Regions from separate parts of the Mus musculus genome. Here region 2 is linked to region 1. A link is a contact called in public HiChIP or PLAC-seq data. All regions are on one chromosome and are shown on one strand. Each heading gives the region's core, a stretch centred on a gene start, on an enhancer-like site or on the middle of the called end of the contact. The rest is flanking DNA. Distances are from core to core; before and after follow the strand shown. Region 1 has its middle 17 kb from the start of Gsap. Region 2 overlaps Fbxl13 (F-box and leucine-rich repeat protein 13).

The links. HiChIP or PLAC-seq counts read pairs in DNA pulled down with a chosen protein or histone mark.
Region 2: a CTCF HiChIP or PLAC-seq map of the NIH/3T3 cell line shows a contact between it and region 1, with 6 read pairs. The contact joins two enhancer-like sites.

The regions. Positions count from the first base shown.
Region 1 is chr5:21,167,156-21,171,453 of GRCm38.p6, forward strand. No RefSeq gene overlaps it. Among named protein-coding and RNA genes, the nearest start is that of Gsap, 17 kb to the right of the region's middle. Within about 2 kb of position 1,961, at least 51 of the 459 cell types and tissues checked have an H3K27ac peak or open chromatin away from gene starts, as enhancers often do. A contact at or near this core is called in the NIH/3T3 cell line, where this site is marked.
Region 2 is chr5:21,484,731-21,488,925 of GRCm38.p6, forward strand. It overlaps Fbxl13 (F-box and leucine-rich repeat protein 13), which reads right to left. Exons shown (of 21, transcript NM_001199632.1): 20 at 1,483-1,646. It also overlaps a transcript of Fam185a not described here. Among named protein-coding and RNA genes, the nearest start is that of Lrrc17, 57 kb to the right of the region's middle. Within about 2 kb of position 2,786, at least 42 of the 459 cell types and tissues checked have an H3K27ac peak or open chromatin away from gene starts, as enhancers often do. A contact at or near this core is called in the NIH/3T3 cell line, where this site is marked.

The DNA of each region.
Region 1 (4,298 bases), core at 711-3,210:
AATAAGGGATGGTGGTACCTCCAGAAGTTTTTTTATTGTTTAGGATTGTCTTAGCTATCCTAAGTTTTTTGTTTTCCCATGAGAATTGTCATTTTAATATTTGTAAAGAATTGTGTTGAAATTGTGATGGGGATTGCATTGAATCTGTACATTGCTTTTGGTAAGCTGGTCATTTTTACTATGTTAATCCTATTGATCCATTAGCAAGGGAAGTCTTTCTATCTTCTGATATCTTCTTTAATTTTCTTCAAAGACTTGAAGTTTTTATCATACAAGTCTTTTACTTGCTTGGTTAGAGTTACCCTAAGCTATTTCATACTGTTTGAGGGTATTGTGAAGGGTCTTATTTCCCTGGTTTGTTTGTTTGTTTGTTTGTTTGTTTGTTTACATGATTTATTTGCCAGTGTGTGCAGTGAAGATGAAGACCTGAGACACATACTGACATAAACTTGGGTAGAGCCAAACTTTGGGGTGATAGAAGTTTGCTCTAGTGTTGTTTCCATCTCTACCTCCACATTTTCCAGAACCCCGCAGACATCGACTCTGATGATGCTCCTTTCTTTTGTGAAATCTGCAAACATTTGTTCATAATGGACTCATAAGACTTGATATGATGCAAATGCAGTGTACCTGATGCGCTGATGTTTTATGTTCTATAGGGAATTCTGACAGAACTAGGACACATTGGTTGGTGTCTTTGCCCCACCCTCTGTGTGTGTGTGATAGGGTGTCACTATTGGAGCCTTGGCTGTCCTGGAACTGGATGTAGACCAGGCTAATCTTGATCTTCACAGAGATCTTCACTTGTTTCTTCCTCTCAAGTGCTTGGATTATAGGCATAGACCACAAAACAAAAATCATCTGGGTTTTTGTTTTTTTTGATTTGGGGGTGGATTATTTATTTAGTTTTGGGTCAATGTCTTACTATGAGGCCTTAAGCTTTCTAGGGAGACCTCTGTATATATTTGGTAAATAGTCTAAAACTATTTAAAATCTAAAAATGGTTAAATTTGTGGATTCTAGAACCTACTGATATAAAGAGCCAAGAAGTTGTAACCTCATGAAAAATAGTCTATTGGTGGACAGGCCACTAGTGCGGATGTTGTCCGCTGAGTTCCACATTTCAATATGTACGCTACCTGGCAAAGGACAAAACGTATAGAAAAGGAAGACCCTGAACCTTTGTTACTGGAGGACGCCAGCTACCTTTTCTTTCCTTCAGTCTCAGGGTTTTTACATGGGAGGTGTTTGGAGAGAGTGGTAGAGAGGCAGGAAGAGAAGATAGATTTTTGCTGTGGGCCCTCCACACAGAGCAAACTGGGACTTATGGAAGCTGGAGGTCAAAAAATGGCCAAGACTGACTATGAACTTGTTTTAGGGTCTGTGGCTTGAAGGTGAGGGTATTAAAATTATTTTAAAATGTGTGTTTGTATGTGTGTGGTATGCATGTGCATGTATCTGTATATGTGTGTGTGTGTGTGTGTGTGTACACGCTCTCATGCATACAGGTGTATATGTGTGTGTGTGTGTGTGTATGCATATAGTGGGTATGTGTATAGATGTGTGTTTGTGTACAGGCTGGAGGCCAAAATCAGGTATCTCTATCTCTCTACAACTTTATACAAGGCAAAGTCTTACACTGAACTCAGAGGACTAGTCATCTCAGCTATTCTGTAGCAAACTGCTCCGGAGATCCTGCGTGTCTCACACAGTGAGATGCCAAGTGGGCTGCCACACCCACACAACATTTACTCGGGTGCTGAGGCTCTCCCTGCTCCTCACACTTGTTCAGCAACCACTTACCCACAGAGCCATTTCCCCAGCCCTGGTTATTAAAATTAAGAATTCCTTAAGGGCCCAGATCTTGAAGAATAAATCTCGTCTAAAACCAAGGCACAGTAGCAAAGAGGGTGAACAGTGCAGGCTTTGGGCTGTGCTTTTCTTCTTCTTTGGGTCTGGCTTTGTTCTATAGTGTCAGCAATATGGCGTCTGGCCAGCGGCAGCACATTTTGTAAGCCTGTTCCACTGAAAACTATTACAATTTGGAAAAATTCCCAGTTGCATAGTCCTCCGGAAATGCCGAGTGCTTTCAGAGCTTTGCAGCCATTATCACATCTATTAGTTTAGAGTCAATTCTCTGCTTGCTTCTCTATCAAATTGTATGGCTTGGGCTCATCAGAGGGGGAGAGACTTTAGCTTTGAGGAGACATGATCACATTATCTGTAGAAATCACATTTTCTCTCCACAGGCTTGGACTGCTGCTGCCCATAAGCATTAGCTTTATCATTTCTTTGCTTCAGATGTCCTCAGAAAATGACAGAACAATGCCTTCCAAGGTTCCCACAGTGCAGATAAAGGAAAGTGGGCTGGTAGGAGCATAGGTCACATTGGAACCATTTGGCCTTTGCCTCGTGTGCTTCAGTGCGTTCCTTTCTGTTTGCCTGTCCATGTGTGAAGAAGACATAATTACACCTGCTTCTTATTTGCCTCAGAGGAATGTTCCAGAAACACATTTCAGGATCCTATAAAGTCCCTAGAGCACAGAGAAGTAAAATTACAAGAAAACTCATAGTTGTCGGAATAGTCCTGCAAACCTTGGCTAATTCTATCAGTTTATTAATGAAGATGCATTGCTGTATTATTGCTATATTCAATTTCGTTGAGTGTCTCTGTGCTCTGTGACTTGGTACCTTGGTGCATATGTCTAAGAAGAGAGTTTGCAGGATGGATATTCAGCCAAAAATGAAGGCTTGAAATGGCCCATTTCCTTTGAACTCATTTGTGTTGAGGGTTATAGTGGAAAGGAATGAGCTAAAGAAGGACTACTCGGTGAGCAGCTCTACCCTTCACCATACACATGCTAGGATTTTTCTGGTTCATGGCAAAAAAAACAAAAACAAAAACAAAATCACTTAGGTCAGCAAATATTTCTTCAGGTCAGAAGTGGTTGTTTCATTCTGGTTCACCCTCAGACTCATGCTCAGCTGTCTGTCTTACCACTTGTCTAAGGATGGTACCACCACAGCAGGCTGGCCCCTCCTACACCTACTAATAATCAAGATAATCTTCTGAAGACATGCCTTCAGGCCAGTCTGATCTAAGCAACTCCTCCAGTGATGTTTTCCTATCAGATGACTGTGGGCTGTGTCAATCTGACAGTTAAGGCAAAACAGGGTAGCGACTGTGAAGAGAATCATTGGAAGAAGTGGGCCATTGATTGGGAAGAGAGGGGGAAGTGGTGTCTCTGAGGGGACAAGAGAGGGTAACAGGGGGTGGGCATGTATACAAATGTTACTGTGCTGGTTGGTTAGTTTTGTCAACTTGACACAAGCTGGTGTCATCTGGGAAGAGGGGACCTCAAATGACAAAATGCTTCCATCCTATTACCCTGTAGGACTTCTATGGAGGCATTTTCTTGTTAATGATTGATGTGGGAGGGCTCAGGCTATTGTGGAGGGCCTCACCCCTGGGAAGCTGGCTTCTATAAGAAAACAAGTTGAGCGAGGCACGGAGAGCAAGCCAGTGACCAGTCTTCCTCCATGCTTCCTGCTTCTGCTCCTGTTTGAGCTCCCGCCCTGGCCTCTCTTGGGGAGGGACTGTGATCAAGGTGTGTAAGCAAAATCAACCCTCTTATCCCCAAGTCACGTCTGGTCATGGTGTTTATCCTAACAACAGAAAAGTAATACAGTCAAGGTGAAATCAATCGTTATGTATAATTAATATATGCTAATAAAAGCATTTCTTAAAAGATTTAGAAGAAAATCAAGTCAAATTACACAAGTCCTATAGTGTAATTGCCACTTATATAAATAACAAGGCAAATAGAGACACATACACTATACCAGTTTCCTCCAAGATACCGCTTTTACTATTATTAACCTTCCTTTGTTTTCCCAGAAGGAAAGACACATCTGTTTCCTGCAAATTGCTGAAACAGCATCAGCAGTGTGGAACAGTGGGGAAAGCCCAGTGAACGTGTATAAACGGGAAATCCAGAGCAGGGCAGGATGCTTGCTTTTATGCTGTGGCACCCACTCCCCCTTGAACCCACAGACCTTTTTGAGCTGTGTCCCCAAGACTAGCATTGGCAGCACCTGGGAACCTCAGACACGGAGCGATAAAGCCCAGCAGTCAATGTGTTAACAACTTCTCCATGCCTACAAAAGGGGAATTAGAATCCTGCAGGTGAGGAACTGGACCGTCTAGGAGTTTAAGGGGTAGTGGGCTGAGCCTGATCCCCGGACTCCTAGGAGGGTGCTCCTCTTATTGGTTTAGCTCCGGTCTTGTATTTGGGGAC
Region 2 (4,195 bases), core at 1,536-4,035, 320 kb after region 1:
GATGTAAAAGTTCTCAACAGAATTACTTATAGTCAAATGGAGCGATATATTAAAAAGATCATATACTTAATCAAAACTAAGGATAGAAGAAGCATATCTGAACATAACTATACATGACAACCTATAGCAAACACATTAGGGGGAGCTATTTATTCTAAAATCAGAAATGAGACAAGAGTATGCGATCTCACTCCTATTCAATATCGTGCTTATATTCCTAGCCAAAGCAATAAAGCAAGCAAAAGAGGAACTATACCAATAACATAATAAGGAAAAAATAGGGAATAATCTCATTCATGATAACTGAAAAAACCACATACATATATATACACACATACAGAGGGGGGAGGGAGAATACCTCGGAATAAACTACTACTAAGTAGGTAGACGAGGTCTCCAATGAAAACTAAACCATTGAACAGTGTGTGCGCCAGGGCTGCTGACGTTGACTTCGATACAAGGACATTACAGTAAGAGACCGCAGTATCCTTGACTTACAAGGAAAGTAAATGCCTGCTTAGGAAGCAAAGGACTTGAAAGCTAACCAATTTCTATGTTACCTGTGGTTTCTGAAAAGCACTGGTTTTAGAGACTCACAGACAGTTGATATGAAGCCGAATACTCATTGCTAAGTTTGGAAATGTGTAGTGGGTTGTGCAGTACACCTCCTCAGTCAGCTACAAGCCAGAGGAACTTCAGTGCTCATTAACAGTTTGGAGTTTTAGATTCTATAAAAGTGATGACTGCATCACACAACGCATTTGCCCTCCATCTTGTCACACGGGTGTCTATAAAAATGGTGGTATTAAACATTTTATGAAATAGTAGGACCCTGGGAACAACCATAAGGAGGAAGTTACCTCTGACTCAGTACAGAGAAGGAAAATGGTCTGGGTGTGGTCACTGCTCGTGGTCTGCAGGGCCACAGGCGAGAGTGATGGTGACCTGAGCATCTTCCACAGCCATAGGGAAAGAACAGCAGAACATGTGTTTCTCTGTTAGCTCATTTTTTGGATTCTGGTCCCTCACGTCCCAGCTCTTTCACTATTTTACCTACAGGCTTCAGTGCAAATACTCATTACTGTGTCTGCGGTCCAAACATCAAGTAGAGAAGCTTCCAGACTGGAAGGAAGCCCAACACCCATGAGACGCAAGGGTTTCCCGTGTGTGGTGAGGGAGCTGCTTGTCGTTGCTTTCTCATGCCTTGGGGCGATACATTTCAGCAGCAGGTCTAGAGCTCAGTGATAAGGGGCAGAATTAACTTAGGCACCTGCTTGGTCATAAAGAGGAAGGGGCTGAGATTAAAGGCTTCTGTAGAAGGACTATAAAACTATGAAGTTAGTTTTAGAAGGAATTGCTTGGTTCAACTCAGAATGTTGGTTTCAATTAGTCAAAATATAAGTTGTGTATCAGAAATGGCACAGCCACACGCCAAGCTCTCCGGGAACTGCTAAGCCCTTTTCTGTCCAGCTGCCTACTTACGGAGAGATGGACTTGCAGAATTGCATCTTGAGGATCCGGAGTTGTTTGCAGCCTATTTGAAGGTCCTGAATGATCTGGTCTGTAAGTTGGATACAGCCAGAGATATCCAAAATGTGCAGATAATGGCACCTTGCAGATAATATCTCCATCCCTGCATCGGTAATCTGAACACAGCCAAAGTAAGGAGCAGTCAGTGAGTGGCTCTGTCCTCCAGGAGGGCAGCATCTTATATAGGGTGCAGTAATAAAAGCATGGCAAGAGTGAAATACCTGCCTCAAGAGATACCAAGCAGATTTGTGATTTTGTTGTTTTGTTGTTGTTCTTAAGCATCCTCTGGTTTGGATGAGAAACCCTCAATTTTTCTTTAGTAATTTAATACCTCTTGTGTCATTATGAGGAACTTAGGAAATGCTACAGCAACAGATCTGTTCATGCTTGAAATCCTCTGTAAAGCTTTGCCAATTTGGAAAAGTATGCTTAATACCACTATGTTACAGAAAATTTATATATATATATATATGTTCATCTCCATACAGGATCAGATTACCATGAGAACGGATGGTTGGGGCATCTCTAGTAGGTCATAGGAAAGGATAAATGCCCCAGTTATGGACAGAGAGCAGTCATTGTACGGCAAGAGGGTGATAAACAGAAGCAACAGACCGGGCAAGTCTCAGACAAATCTTGGCCAGTCTTCTACTATCCGAGTCTGTCAGCTGTCCTGCAGAGTTAATTCAACTCCATTTCTAATCTATTTCACTGTCTTGGGGTCTGGCTTTTGATTTATGGCTGAACTGAAATTTGTTGTAGAGTAAGTTAGATTACTCTCCCCAAAGGAATTTTTCCAACTGGATTCAATTTCCTACTTTATATATACGAATGCTTAAAAAAAAAAAAAACATATACTATGAGGCTTAGCTCACTGTTTTTTAATGTAAAGTTAAGAGAATTATGCAGAAAAGCCCCGTGGTTTGACATGTCTACTTTTCAAGTATGAGAAAGTAGATGTTGTCATTGTCTAAGCATTCCCTGTTTCCAGAACATGCCTGGAACGAAGACTCAGAATTGTAACTGGTTCTCACAAAACTTCATTTAGACATCCCTGCCATAATAATTGAGTCTCTGAGGATCTGGTGTCATTATAGAGGGACACTGAGGTGAGGGGACAGTCCAGGCAGATGGAGCTCAGAGTGGAAGGGTTTGTCACAGAGACTTGAAAGGAGCCCTCATCTCTAGTTTGGAAGCTCCGTGTGTTCAGTAGGGAGGTGGTGTGTGTGTGTGTGTGTCGGGGGGTGGGGGGTATGACTCAAGAGCTGGAAATTGGAGACAGAGATGAGTTGGCTGTATTCCTGATTCAGATGCAAGATCCTAGCTTTGGCCCACTGGACAGATTTTTATTCCTAACACGACTTCCTTTGAATTTCTGGGAAACTGTTTAAATGAAGTTACTTCCTATTTTGGAAGAACTATAAGCACATTACTTTAAAAATTAGCAATGTATTAGAAATGTATCACCTTAAAACCTAACTACTTCTGAACTTTCTACAGCATGTCTTAATTAGATTCTGGAAAGGGTTTCAAAATGCAATACAATTGTAGTCTGCTTGGTCTTGTGTTTTCTTGGAAGGTGCTGGTGGCTGGCAAGTGCTCAGAGAGCCTGTGAGAGGGCAACACGACGTCCAATGAAAGAACTCTTCTCAGCTGAGGACCATACCAGCCAGCTTTGAGTGGACCTAGCAGATGGTCACAGCCACATGGACAACCCTAGCTCAGCTGGTAATTGAAGAGCCACCCAACTGATACCAGCTGGCCATTGGAGTTTGAGCAAACAAAATAAGAGAGGTCTGGGCCAGAGAGATGTCTCTGGTCGAGAATGTGTACTGCCCTTGCAATGGACCTGAGTTTGGTTCCCAGCACCCATATCAAGCTACTTAACTCTCTTAGCCTGTAACTCTCCAGTGGGAGTCCAACACCTCTGGCCTCTGTGGGTGCACCCATAGGCACACATAGAAATACAGAATTAAAAATCAAATAAATCTGGTTTTAAAGTTCAAAAAAATATGTGAGTTTAAGCCATCAATTTTTGGGGTAATTGGTTGCATAGTAACAGATGATATACACTATAAATATATATATGCTATATATACACTATATATACATATATATGTATGTATATATACATATATATATGTGTGTGTATGTATATATACATATATATGTATACATTAGCCAACAACATGTCAGGCATGATAAAAAAATCCATTGATCATTTCTTTCTAACCATTATAAAACCTCTAACTGACATATGACCATGTTGAAATCTAAACTGGAAGCATTTACGGCTATCGGCGGAAGGCAGGCCTCTGAGTGAGAGCTAAGTGTACAGTGTAGGCCTCGCTCCAAACCTGAGTGAAGGGTGACCTAGGAGGGGGGTTGAGAACACTCTCCTGTCAGGAGTTTTCTGTCTTACATTGTGGGCTGGCAAGGTCTCTAGAGAAGAGGCATCTAATCTCCTGCCTGAAGGGAAGTTCTGGCAGCCACAGTCTGAATTCTGAGTGAGAAGGGAAAGTGCTAACGCTAACTTGTCTGCTCTCCAAATTCTGGAGCCTTGTTCCCCATTTCACTTTTGTACCCAAACTCCCAGTGCAGCATGGCCTTTCCCTGCAGAGACCTTCTGCCTCACTATCTCTAGACAATGGCAATTTTGCTCTCC